2 separate regions of the Sus scrofa genome follow, and region 1 is linked to region 2. The links are chromatin contacts, called in public HiChIP or PLAC-seq maps. All regions are on one chromosome and are shown on one strand. Each heading gives the region's core, a stretch centred on a gene start, on an enhancer-like site or on the middle of the called end of the contact. The rest is flanking DNA. Distances are from core to core; before and after follow the strand shown. Region 1 holds the start of RPL5 (ribosomal protein L5). Region 2 holds the start of FAM69A (protein FAM69A).

Region 1 (6,620 bases), core at 3,592-6,091, 140 kb after region 2:
CAATAGAAATGAATCTGACTAGGAACCATGAGGTTGCGGGTTCGATCCATGGCCTTGCTCAGTGGGTTAAGGATCCAGCATTGCTGTGAGGTCTGGTGTAGGTCACAGATGCAGCGCAGATCTGGCTTTGCTGTGGCTGTGGTGTAGGCTGGCAGTTATAGCTCTGATTAGAGCCCTAGCCTGGGAACCTCCATATGCGGTGGGTGCAGCCCTAAAAAGCACAAAAATTTAAAAAAACAACCCCCCCCACAACTTATTAGCTTCTAAGAACAGCCTACATGCTTATTTCCACTTGAAAGTTCAGAAATTTGTTGTTTTTCTTAAAGTCTTTCCCCCCAGATTCCACATTTTCCTGTGATTCAGTAATTAAGTTTTCATCTAAATTAAAAAAAATAAGTAAGTTGGTAGCAGTGGTGAAATCAACTTGTTCACTTCCAACCGAAATTAAGCCATACCAAAAAGGTAGTGGTTTCAAGGCTGGCTCTAATACCTTGGAGTTCTCCTGAGGCACAGGTTAAGGATCGGGCATTATTCTGCAGTGATTTGGGCTGCTGCTGTGTTTGATCCCTGGCCCAGGAACTCCCACATGCCAAGGGTGCAGCCCCCAAAAAACAACCTTGGACAAATCATTTTACCTCTGAACCCCAGACTCGTCTCATAAAACATGTTACAGTTCCTTCGCACCCTGGCAGGTTCTTGTTGCACAGTTCCCAGCAGGTCACAGGCACACCGTGATGGCTACTATTACTTTAACTGGTTCAGTTATGTCCACAGCCCCCCAGGAGTTGGAAGCACAGCAGCCCTGGCATCCAGACGGAGGCCCTGAACACCCTGTTACCTGTGAGGGATAGACAGGCCTCCATCTACGGCTCCCTTCAGGGCCCCAAAAACTTTGTTTCCAGTAGTCGTCCTGGCAAGCCCTGCATCCAGGTAACAGGTGAAGGCACCAGGCTGACCGTCGATGCTTTCCACATTGTATTCATCTCCAGTCACCTCGACCTGGCCTTCGTAAATCTTGTCCATACCAAACCTATTAAGAAGCTATTAACAAAGAAGCCAGTCTACATGCTTGTCCAAATATATTCAAACAACTTTAACAATATCTCAAGAGTCATAACTTTATGACCTGACAAAAAATGTCCTTCTAATTCACTTATCCAATCTACTTTTAAATGCTACAAAAAGAAGTTTCAGACATCCAATTTCACCCACAACTGTAACAACTGTTTAACAGTTTCTGAATCTGCTACACTGTTCATACCTGATTTTTGTAGCAATCAGTTAGGACATATGATACGTCAATAAAGGTACCTCCACATTTCTTTAGTCATATGTGGCTATAATTCAACAACTAAATAGTAAATGTTACCAAATGTAGCTTTGTTCAATTCCATTATAGTATTAGGAGTAAGTAGGATCCTGTGGCTCTCCCTATCACTACATCATGTTAGCATGAGCCACTCCTCTGCCGGCACATATCATCCAGCTAGGTCTTTGCTAGAAGTAAGGCCTCTGCACCCAGCTGCCCTCATGGAAGACAATGCTCCCCACCCAAACATGTTTATAACCAATGCAGATGTGGGCCCCCAACAAAATGATGCATGCCTAACAATTCCACTGCAAAACAAGGTCAGTAACCCAGAAAAAAATAAGGTAAAATGTTCATCTCCTTTCTGTGTATTACAGGAAATGCTGCCACCCAGTGGCAAAGCTTATTTAAACAAAAATGAATCCCCCCAAAGCCTGCCCTTGCCCCCAAAGCTTAAGGCAGGGCTTCTCAAAATGCAGCGTGGCACATAAATCACTTGGGCATCGTATAAAAATATAAACTCTGAGGGTCTGGAGTAGAGTCTGCATTTTTAATGATGCTGATGGCCAGAAGATCTACACTTCTGGGTAGACCTGTCCCAACAAGGTAGCCACCACCTAGGCACAAATGGCTTTTGAAATTTCAGTTAAAAACAGACTTCATCAGCACTAGACACATTTCAGTACTCAACAGCTACGTGTGGCTACTGGCTCCCCATCGGATGACAGACATCCACCACTGCAGAAAATGTTACTGGTCTAGATAGAGCCAACAAACAGGAAAGAAAACAAAAAATGGTTCCCCACATTAGAAAGTGCATGTCTCAACAGTGTATTTACTTATAAAGCCATCTTCCTTGATGCCGCCCTTTAAGCCCCAGAGCAAAAGCAGGGACTGGTCGTCCCCAAAGCTGCAGGTACCCTACCCAGGTGTGCACATCTTTCCTGGAAACAGCACATCAAAGAGTAATCGTGTACCTACCCTGCGGGCCAGCAGCAGGCCAGTACAATAAGCTGCAGCATAATTTGTCAGGCCGACCTTCACGCCATACTTTGGGAGTTCGTGAGCATAAGCTGCACAAACTATCATATCTCCTTCTATACGGGCATAAGCAATCTACAAATAACAGAAAAACCAGGTCAGTGATCTATTTTCACTGTTTTGAGTACTTGTCCTAAGTGCCTTCTTTTTCAAAGGACTTACTTGGTCAACTACAATAGGTAGCTTTATGAGTCTGTAAATACCTCTATCATCACAGCATCTAAGTTTCAAATTACCACAGACATCAAAGATTAAAATGCCCTCGGAAGAAGTTATACTGTATGTAGTTCCTTACTTCTAAATACTGAAAAGACTCTGAGCTGGTTTAGCTGGTGAATTAAGGAGGCACTAAAGAATCCCCGATTATTTTAAACATCTTTTGAACTAAGCATATCTAAGTCCAAGGACGCTTCAGATACCTAATGTTTAGTCACCTGAGCTTGGGGAAGGAGACTGCCTTCGCAACCCAGAAAACCAAGGAGTGTGCCTGTCCCCTGCAAATTTCAACTATGAAGAGTTTTCCATAACAGCCCAGAAAACTACCTTCTAAGGAGCAAAGAGCCACTTTCTGAAAGTTTTCTACATGGGAGACACTTTCATATGTATTTATTGAAACCTATTTCCAACAATAAGCAGGAAGAATAATCTTAAGAGTCTAATTGAATGTTCTGAACCGCCTCCCTCTTCAAAGCTGTGGGGATGGGGACCCATGACAAGTTCTATTATCCTGCTGAACTGCAATGAGCAAACCCTTCTACTTGGCCTCAGATTTATCCTCCCGGCCTCAGGAAAACAGCACAGTACCATAAATTTCCTTTCCCAATTAGAAAATGAACAGGAAGAACCTGGATCAAAACTGCCAAACAGCTGATCATCAGAGTATTGTTAGGAAGGACCCATTTCCCAGGCCCCAACTTCAGACCTACTACTCACTCTACTATTCCCTGGAATGCCGGGCTCCAGAGGAGCTGGACCTAATCCATACACATGTTTTGCTTCCCAAGGACCATTTGTTTAGCACAGTGAGGGTGGGACAGGGGTACCATCCGTCACTCAGTCTAGAATACAACTTACCTGACAAATTATATCTCTGTTGGTTACACGAACTATCATCCTGTATTTTGGTGTGTTATACTTATTTTTATCTTGGATGACCAATCGTTTCCGGGCATAGTAGTCAGTTTTACCCTCTGAAAGAAAAAAACAATTTAAGAAAGTCTACTCCACTGCCAGAGAAGCAGAAATCGTTTCAACGTGTGAACACAAAAAACTGACCATACCTCGTCGTCTTCTAAATTTCACCTGGTACCTCTTGAAGTAAGCCTTATTCTTGACGACTTTTACAAACCCCTTTAAGAAAAAAGAAATGTTATTAACACTTTGATTGTTTTAGTTTATACTTTTGACATTTGAGCTGTAACAAAGTAACACTTCAAAATTGAAACTTGCAGTGAATTCTGACAACCACCACTTTTTGTAGAGTCCAGCCTTTATCAAATCAAAGCTCGAGAATCACTTTCCTCTACTTTCCATGGCTCAAAATTTATAGCTTTATAAAGCAATAAAAATGAGCCAGTGGGGGGAAATGGAAGGAAACAACAAACACAAACGTAGGCCAATTTCTTAACTTTTGCAAAATACTGCTCAAGACAGCAATCTTGCCAAATGTCTGTTCTTAATACTGTTCCATTTCAAGAATCTAACCTATTTCCCCCTTTATACGAACATTTTTCAAAAGCCTAAGTTACCTGTCACAAAACGCAACTGACCAAGAACTTACTCAGCAATCACTCTGCCGATTAAAACACTGTCCCTCACCTTCTAAAGCCACACCACGCCCGGAAACTCATTAAAAACTGGTGCCACCGACAACCTACAGAAAGGCAGGAGGCACGTACCAAACGCAACGAGCTTCCTTTCGGGGCCCAGAGACGCCACAGCCTGCCAGCTCTACTGACGGATCTGGGTTAAAAGCCACTTCGGGCCGACAACACAGGCCTTCTGAACGACCTGCGGGGTCCGACGGTCTCCCAGAAAACCCATCAAGCGGTCATGGGGGCGCTGGGTCCGAGGAGCCGCAGCCGGTCTCCACTCAGGCCTCCCCTAGCTCGTCTGAGAACGACTGTCCATGCAACCCGCCCGGCTCGGCCGCCAGCCAGTGACCCGCGGCACAACTGGCACTAATCCTGCGGCTTGTCTACTAAACTCACCCCTCACCCGCAATCCAGTGCCCCGGTTCCCCTCTCCTGGCACCCCTCCCCCGCACGATTACGCGCCGTGGCAGCCATTAAGGCCACGCTGGGAGCCGCAGCCGGATCACGGCAGAGCCGGCAATCTAATGCCATCCGATCCGTGCGCCACGCTAGACGGACCCTAGACGGGCCTTGGGACAAGAAGCAGGAACCCCCGTGCCTCCGTAGCCCCGAGATCGGGATATCCACTCACCATCCTGCAGAACAGAGCTCCCAATCGGCGGCTTGCCACAGAGCAGCAGGCCCAGCACCGCTCCCGGGGGGGAAAAAGGGCCGCGACGCGCGCGCAGGCGCAGTATGTAGCGCCAGCGATCACGCAAGCTACGTGTGGAAGAGAGATGCGCCGGCCGCCTGGCGTGCAGCATGCCGCCCCCTGCTGGGGGGAGGACCGATGCGGGCCTTCGCCTTCCGGGAACCAGTCCTCAAAGTCCCGGGTCCGAAAGCTCCAGACCGGCAGGGGCGGTGAGCAGCAGCAGGGAGGCTTACACTTTCCTATGCCGAGAAGTTTCACACCAAACACGCATTACTTTGGTAAGCAAGAAAGACAAGTTTAAAAATTAAATAGAATGAATTTGCTCCTTTTGCCGCCCCCCCGCCCCGAAGTCTCCTCGGGGTCCAGAGCGTACAGGTGCGCCCCACGAAGCCTCGCCTTACGGCTCCAACACTGGGTTGGGGCCCCTCTTTGGCCTTCCCACCGCACCCTCGCACCTGCCTCAGGCTGCTCTAGACTCCCTGAAGGTGGGTGCTGCTGTCAAGGTCACCTTTGAATCTCCAGCACCTGGCACAGTGCTGGCAGTAGGTGCTCGGGGTTTGATAAATGGTAAAAACGAAAACCTCTCTGCCTGCCGCCGCCCCCTCCATCATCTTCCCTGATCCCTGACCGCCTCATCCTTCTCCTTCCCTCCGTCACTCTCTTCTAGCCGACATAGCGTTTTTCCAAGTCTTTTTCTTCACTCTCTTAAAACTAATTACAACTGGATAATGAGTCTTTTGCCGGAATAGGAATACCACGCAGAGACTGAAGAGAACAAACCAACCCTCCAAACAAAAAGCAAGAGACAGTGTTCCCTCACCCAACAGTATTTCAAAGTTGATCTTCCGGCTATTGCATGGGAATCATTTAGGTACTAGTTAAAATACAAATATTTGAGGAGTTCCTGTTGTAGCTCAGTGAGTTAAAGGAACTGTTCTTAACCTACTAGTGAGGGTATGGGTTTGATCCCTAGCCTTGCTCAGTGGGTTAAGGATCTCGAGTTGCCAAAAGCTGCTGTTGGCATCAAGTTGTTGCAGGTACGGCCCTAAGAAGAAAGAAAAAAAGGAGTTCTCATTGTAGCTCAGCAGGTTAAGAACGTGACTAGTATCCATGAGGATGCAGGTTGATCCCTGGCCTCACTCAGTGGGTTAAGGATGCGGCGTGGCGGTGAGCTGTGGTGTAGGTTGCAGACACCACTCAGATCCCGAGTTGCTGCGACTGTGGTGTAGGCTGGCAGCTGCAGCTCCTAGGCTAGGAACTTCCATATGCTACACATGTGGCCCCAAAAAAGCAAAAAAATCAAAAGAGAGGAAGGAAGGAAGCAAGGAAGGGGGGAAAATGCAGATATTTGAAATCGACCAGCTCTTCTAAATCAGACTGGCGGGCTTGGGAACTGGGAGTCTGCATTTTATATTTGGCCTCAAGCCAAATATTCTCAGAAAAGTAGAAAACAAATTCTGTTTTCCCAATAATGAAATTTACTGACTCCACCAAGAAAAGAAGACAAATTACTTACCAGCACAGCAATTTAAAATATTCCCATCCAGGAGTTCCCTTGTGGCTCAGTGGGTTAAGGATTTGGCATTGTCACTGCTGTGGTTTGTGTCACTGTTGTGGCACAAGTTTGTTCCCTCGCCAGGGAACTTCTGCATGCTGTGGGTGCAGCCAAAATAAACTATTCCCATCCTTAGAAGGGATTTTAACTCCGTACCCTCATCCTCCAATAATTTAAGCCTGCTTCCAGGACTATGAGTGTGTATGAATT
Region 2 (6,836 bases), core at 435-2,934:
AGTCCTGGCTCCTCCCTTAGCACTTTAGAGCAGTTCCTCAGAGGTACCCATCTCCCTGCCTGTAGTCCTCAGTAAGGTCACCGAATAAAACATAGCTCTCATTAAAAAAAAAAAAAAATGCTGCTATCTCACATACATTGCTAGCTTAAGCCACTCTTCTAATCCCAGACTCATGTATATAACTGCCTACTCAAGATTTCCACCTGAATCTCTGATATCTCAGATGTAACAGAGTCCAAAGAGAATTCCTTATCTTTCTCCCAAACCAACTCTACCTGTAGCCTTCCTCATCTCCACTGGCTTAGTATCTTTCTTCCTTTCTTTCTTTTTGTCTTTTTAGGGCTGCCCCCACAGCATATGGAGGTTCCCAGGCTTAGGGGTCAAATCGGAGCTGTGGCTCCCAGCCTACACCACAGCCACAGCAACCTATGCCACATCCATGCAACTTGGGATCCGAGCCGTGTCTACAATCTATACCACGGCTCATGACCACGTCAGATCCTTAACCCACTGAGCGAGGCCAGGGACTGTACCCACATCCTCGTGGATGCTAGTCAGGTTCGTTAGCCACTGAGCCATGACGGGTATTCCTCTTTTTTAAATATCCTCTATCAGCTTTACTATCTTATTTGATTTTCTTATATAGTACATTTATTATTTATTGCCTGTCGCCCCCTAAAATATAGCATCCACAAGGGCTGAGATTTTTGTATTTTGCTCAGGTATATGACCCAGTCAGTTAGAACAATGGGTGCTCAATATTTACTTATTTAATGAATAAAAGAATGAATTAAACCAGTAGTATCCATTCTTATCTTACTCAGAATTTACCAAGGTCTCTTTACGCAAACTGCAAAATCAATGAAAAATGGTTTGCCAGCAGTAAAATACCACCCAGGTATAAAGCCTGTGTTGGGTTGGGGGCGGGGAGGACAGAAAAGCATCTCTTCAGAAACAGAAAGCAGGAGAACAAAGCTTAGGTAAAACCCACAGTAAGAGCGAGTAAAGATTTGCTTCTGGGGAAACCTCTTGTCAGAGCAACAAGCCAGAATAAGTTTTATTTTTCTTTTGTCTTTTTAGGGCCGCACCCTGGGCATAGGGAGGTTCCCAGGCTAGGGGGCTAATCAGAACTACTACAGCTGCCGGCCTACACCACAGCCAACAGCAACGCTAGATCCAAGCCGCCTCTGCAACCTACACCACAGCTCACAGCAGCGCTGGATCTTAACCCACTGAGGGAGGCCAGGAATTGAACCTGCGACCTCATGGATGCTAGTCAGGTTCATTGCCACTGAGCCAAGAGGAGGAACTCTCTCTCTCTCTCTCTTGTTTTTTTTTTCTTTTTTTTTTTTTTGAGTGAGTTTTAAATGAATTCCGAATGGCCACCTAAACTTTATTGGCACCACGTGAGAAGGTGGTGTGGGAGGTAAAAAGACGCAAAACCGCATCTTCCTCCATTCCAAGTCGCTAGATCTCCAGCTGTTCTCCCACTAGGGTGGCTCTTTTTTCCCTTATTTGGACTTGGCCGTCAAAAGAAAGACACCACACCCTGCGTTATGCGGTCTTAATTGAGAGGCTATATGCCACGTCCCAGAGCTCCTGTTTTCAAGACTGTATTTAATTCAATTTTTTTTTCCTTTTGAATCAATGTTCCTGGGTGGGGTCAGGGAAACTCTGAAGCTGACTGAAAACAAAACAAATCGAAAAGGTCAGACCTTTTTAAAAAAAGTACTTGGAAACAAAAAGTTTCAGGCGGTCGGAGGAGAACCGGATTTAGAGGGCACACTGCGTTCAGCAGAGGGGAGCCGGGTCGGCGTTCGCTCCGGGGATGCGCGGGTTCGCGGCTCGGGCTGCGGCAGACACCTCCTGCCGCGGTCGCACCGGCCACCGTGCGCGAGGGAGGAAAAGCCGGGCCCCGGGGAAGGCGCCCCAGGCTCTCCTCGAATTTCCGTGCAACCCGCCCAGACACGGCCCGGCTGAAGGAGCAGAGTCCACAGGGAGCGTCTGACCTGCCTGGCGGGGCAGCGGGGCAGCGGAGAGCCGGGAGCAGCCTCCAGGTCCGCGCGGGCTCAGCGCCGGGCGCTCCGGCCGCGCGGCGCACGCCCTCGGCCGGCCCGGCCCTCTCCGCGCGGAGCGTGCGACACCCCGGCTTCCGCGGCGCCCCCTCCTTCCTCCGCACGCCTCCCCTTTAAGCGCGAGGCGCAGTCGGATTTGTGTCGGCCGAGGCGAGGCGGGACTCCCCTTTACGGCAGGGCCGGCGGCAGCGGTCTGACAGCCGCGGCGGCCGGGCGAGCAGAGCAGGAGGCTGGGCCTCGGGCCGCCCGCCGCCGTCCGCGCAGCGGGGCCGGGGGGGAGCGCGGCGCGCGCCGCGGCGGGGGCGGAGGAGGGGGCGGGCCCGGCCCGGCTGGGGGCGGGGAGCCGGGAAGGCGGGGAGCCGGGCGCCCGCGCTCGGGTCCGCCTCTGACTGCGGCGCGGCGGGGCGATGTGTGATTACCATGGCGAGGAGTCTCTGTCCGGGGGCCTGGCTCAGGAAACCCCGCTACCTCCAGGTAGGCCGGCGGCGAGCCCGCCGCGCGGGACCGCCCGCCTCCCTCCTCCTCCCTGGGTCGGCGCCCGCCCGAACCCCGCTGCCCCCTGCCGTCCGGCACCTGGCGGCGCGCCCTCCCCTGCCGCCGGGCGCCGCAGCCCCCGAGCCCGCGCCGCTGCCCGCGCCCCCCGCGTCCCGGGGGCCCGGGCTCGCGCTCGCGCCCCTCGCCCCCCCGAGAGCCCCGGGACGTGACCCGGGTGCGACCCTCCGCCCCTGGCGTTCGCGGCTCGGCCGTCCGTGCCGCCGTCCTCCCCCCCGGTCCGCTGCTCTCCCCCCCACCCCTTCCCGGTGGGCCCCCGCGGGTCGGCTGTGGTCGACGCTGTCCTGAGTCTTCAGGAGGTGGTGGCAGAGGTGGTGTGTCATTCCTCCCTCTTCCAGAAAATTATGGCAGTTTGTCACATCGGTGTCTCCCCAAACCCTGGAGGAGCGCCATGTGCCTCGGGCTGAACCCCTTGGTTCAGTCTTTCCATCATCCCCGTGATTTGAACGGGAGGCAGGGCTCGGAAGCCCGAGCGAGGCGGGTGGATGTGGGGGCTTTGCTTTTGAGGAGGAAGGGGACAGTGTCTGGTGCCCATCTCAAATACCCCAACAATGCTAGCGTAATTCTCAGTCATGTCATGTGTACTGTTCGCGTGTTAATTTTTCATGATTTCCCGTTCCACCCTCTGTTCCGCTGCCAGCCTGTCTTCGAACCCTACTACTGCCTTCATGTACTTTTGGTCACCAGGGGGACCTAGCAGACACCGAGAGTAGCTGAGCGCACATCCATCACCCCAGTGGAAAAACAGCCACAAATCAATGCAATGACCCAGTGAGTGGGTCAGCAGCGCTGCCTGCATTCAGAGGACAGTATTTCTTTACAGTTTACATTGAGGCGTAAAGGTATTGATAGATTACTTGGGGATGGAAATTCATGCTCAGCTGGTGGTTTTATAAATTATTTTAAAAGTTGAGAAGAAGCCGTCATGGGGCCAGTAAATATTACATTTTTGGTTGGAAATTGCGTGTGTGAATCAGTACGCTGCAATGTGCCAGCTACTGCAAATTGGAGGCACGATTTGACAGCCCATGACGTGCAGAGTATAGGAGTAACACTTAATGCTCTTAGCAGCAGTTCCACCGGTAGGAATTGTGCCTTCAGTAACAATCGAGCCAACCCGTCTGGAATTCAACCCAGGTCAGATCCGTCTTTGTAACCCTTTATGTGGGGGGGGGGGAATCTCTCCAGACTCTATACTCCAAATAAGTGTATTGAGAGCTTTAACATGGTTTTTTTTTTTTTTTAACTCGCTGTTTTTATTTTTTTTAGATTTTGTGGTAGACTTTATTTTAGACTGATTCATTTGGTTCTGGATGGTCTTCACAGATGTGGTTGGGACATTTTTTGGCATTATAGCACACAAGCGTTCAGATTGGCTGCGTTAAGATTAGTTTTACAAGTAGTCATGCTTCTGTTAATGATAAACAGTTGGTATTTCTGCCTTCCTGAATGTGCGTATCGTTATTGATTACCAAATTAAACTCAGATTTTAAGCGTTTCGAAAGGATTTGGGGGTATAGTGATATTGTAGTAGGCTATTTCTACATTATAAAGTAATGATTAAACGGAAATTTTATTGCTTACAGTATTGCATTTAAGATGACTACATCTAAAACTTGGGAACTCGCGGAACTGGTGTTTGAACATTGTCTTGGCTTTAGTATTTATCCTCTTTATGAATGTTCTTGTTAGCTGTCCCTCAGCATACGGTTTCAACTTAACCAGCTTTTTAAAAAGGCCTTCAGATTTCTCACACGTCCTGCCTGCCGCTGTTCTGTTGCCTAAATGCCTCGCTTTTGTCTTTAATGCTTCCTCTACTCCTGGGTACTTCAACCTTGAAATTGGTTTGGGCGAAGTCAAAATATTTTCAACTATTGTACAGCTAGCTACTCAGTTTCTCAGCGACTTAAAGTTGAAGTAGTATATAAGTACTCCTTTTTAATTGTTATTATTTTCTTTTTTCCTGAGAATAAAATTGTCTTCCTTTGGGCACAGCGTGAGGCAGGAACACGGAACTGAGTTTTGTTCATTTGTGCATCTGCTTCATTAGGACCTTGAACGAATTTTGTAACTATTTGGTTCCATGGTTTTCACATCCTCAAGTGGAGACGATCGTTTCTTAGTCCAGTGATCGCGTGAACATAATGAAGACCAGCTCAGGTGAAATTAAGTCTATTTCGTGACACCTTTACCACATTTTGGTAGAAGAGCATGTGAACGTAAATGGCGAATACACCCAGCTGAATGTGCTAGCTTGCTGCAACCAGAGGTTTCGGGCTTTCTACCATCCCCCTCTTTATTTATTGAGCATTTATTGATCTGAGTGCTTGCTATGACTTCTTTTATTGACTCCATCATTTGCTTAATTAATAAATATTTCTTGGAGGCCTCTCACGTGCCAGGACCTCCGTGAGGTGGTGGGGATCCTGCAGGAGCTAAGCAGACACCTCTGTGGGCTTCATGGAGTTTATAGTCAGGAAGACGTCAATCAGATAATCTGAGAAATATGCAGGGACAACAGTAGGGGCTCTGAAGAGAAGTGAAGGAACCAAAGACTGAGAGGAAGAGAAGAATTTCTCTCTTTTTGAAAGTATTTGACTCTAGACATCTTTACACATAAAGCAGAAAAGAATAATGAACTGTCACGTGCCCATCACTTGTCCTCAGCAATTAGCAGTATTTCGTTTCATCTCCCCTGCCCCGTATCCTCCTTCCAACTAAACTAGTTTAAAGCAAATCTCAGATATCACAACATTTCAACCAAATACTTCAGTATGCATTTCTAAGAGAGAAGGATATTTTTAGGCATAATACCGTTATTACACCGAACAAAATTAATAGCAATTCCTTATTTTTTTGTCACCCTCCTCCTAGATATGCATTACCCTCTGAGGACTAAATTTGATTTGCCGTAGGGTGGGTTTACTATGTCTTTTTTTTTTTTTTTTTTTTTTCCGCTGTGCCCACAGCATGTGGAATTTCCTGGACCAGGGATTGAACCTGTGCCACAGCAGTAACTGCAGCCACAGCAGTGACAACACGTGATTCTTCACCTGCTAGGCCACTGGGGAACTCCATTTTACTGTGATTTGAGAGGGTTTCTTAGTAAAAATGAAACAAAAAACTCTGCCCTTACCAGCTTGTTCCTACCAAAAGTTCTTTGGCGGGAAGCTAATTCTCATTTTCAGGTTTTGGGAGAATGTCTTAGAAAACGTCTGATTTAGTAACATGTTGTGTAAATATAATATTGTAACAATGTGAGGCTGTAATTAGTCAGCAGATATAAAAGATCTTGTTTTATTTAGGGGAAGGGGGAGGGCCGAAGGGTCGGGAAGGACTTGCATTTCAAAGATGGGGAAGAGGTGAAGGGCCCATCAAGAGAAGGAAAGCTGCTGAGACCAGCTTTGTGTGCTTGCAGTTTTGCCGTTTGTCTTCAAGTGGGTGGAGTCAAAAAGCTGTTATGTCCCAAGGTGTTCAGGCCTGACAAGTTCCTCTTCTTATTGCAGTTTGCAGGGGAAGAGATTTAAGCAATTGCCTTAATTATAAAGAAGCTTCATTCCCAGTATTTTCTTTAATCCAGATATCACTGTGAAAATTGATCAGGCTTCTAGAGAACTGTATATTATGCAATTAATGATATGTTTTCAGCTATAGTGTGGCTTAAGTAGGCATTTATGGACTACTGTGGGGACTTAATTGCTATTTATAGTTTTGTTTATATAGCAAAAGAGATTCTACTGCTTGTGAAGAAGTGGTGTGGTGTACCCATAGAGTAGAATATTATTCAACAATAAAGAAGAATGAAGACTTGATACATGCTATAACATGGATGAACCTTGAAAACATTAAATATATTGTGGAAGCCACCCACAACTGCTCACTTCTTCTGTGGTTCCATTTCTATGAAGTGTCCCGAATAGGCAAATCTATAACGGCAGAAAAGGGCTTCGTTGTTGCCCAGGGCCGGGAGGGTTGGGGGGGGACTGATACGAGGTTTCTTTTGGGGGTAACGGAAATGGTCTCCAATTTATGCTGTGCATGACTCTGAATTGTATACTTAAAATGAATAACTTGTATGGTGTGTGAATTATATCTCAATAAAGTTGTGGGAAGAAAAGAGGAATTGAGTTTATCTCATCGGCGTGGTCTTTTCCTCTGCCTCTCACTGTAGACTCACCAGGGCCAGCTTTTTCCAGTGCAGGGGACTGG

The links. HiChIP or PLAC-seq counts read pairs in DNA pulled down with a chosen protein or histone mark.
Region 1: an H3K27ac HiChIP or PLAC-seq map of alveolar macrophages shows a contact between it and region 2. The contact joins the promoter of RPL5 here to the promoter of FAM69A in region 2. A contact is called at or near these places in 1 of 5 promoter capture datasets (liver), 1 of 47 Hi-C or Micro-C datasets (embryonic fibroblasts) and 2 of 2 datasets of contacts at active chromatin or transcription factors (alveolar macrophages and skeletal muscle).

What each region holds. Positions count from the first base shown.
Region 1 is chr4:124,362,771-124,369,390 of Sscrofa11.1, forward strand. RPL5 (ribosomal protein L5) reads right to left here and starts at 4,842. Exons shown (of 8, transcript NM_001114284.2): 1 at 4,796-4,842; 2 at 3,631-3,700; 3 at 3,425-3,540; 4 at 2,291-2,425; 5 at 839-1,041. The coding sequence starts at 4,798. It overlaps EVI5 (ecotropic viral integration site 5 protein homolog), which reads left to right and starts at 5,008. Exons shown (of 18, transcript XM_021090214.1): 1 at 5,008-5,133.
Region 2 is chr4:124,227,730-124,234,565 of Sscrofa11.1, forward strand. FAM69A (protein FAM69A) reads left to right here and starts at 1,685. Exons shown (of 5, transcript XM_021090226.1): 1 at 1,685-1,708.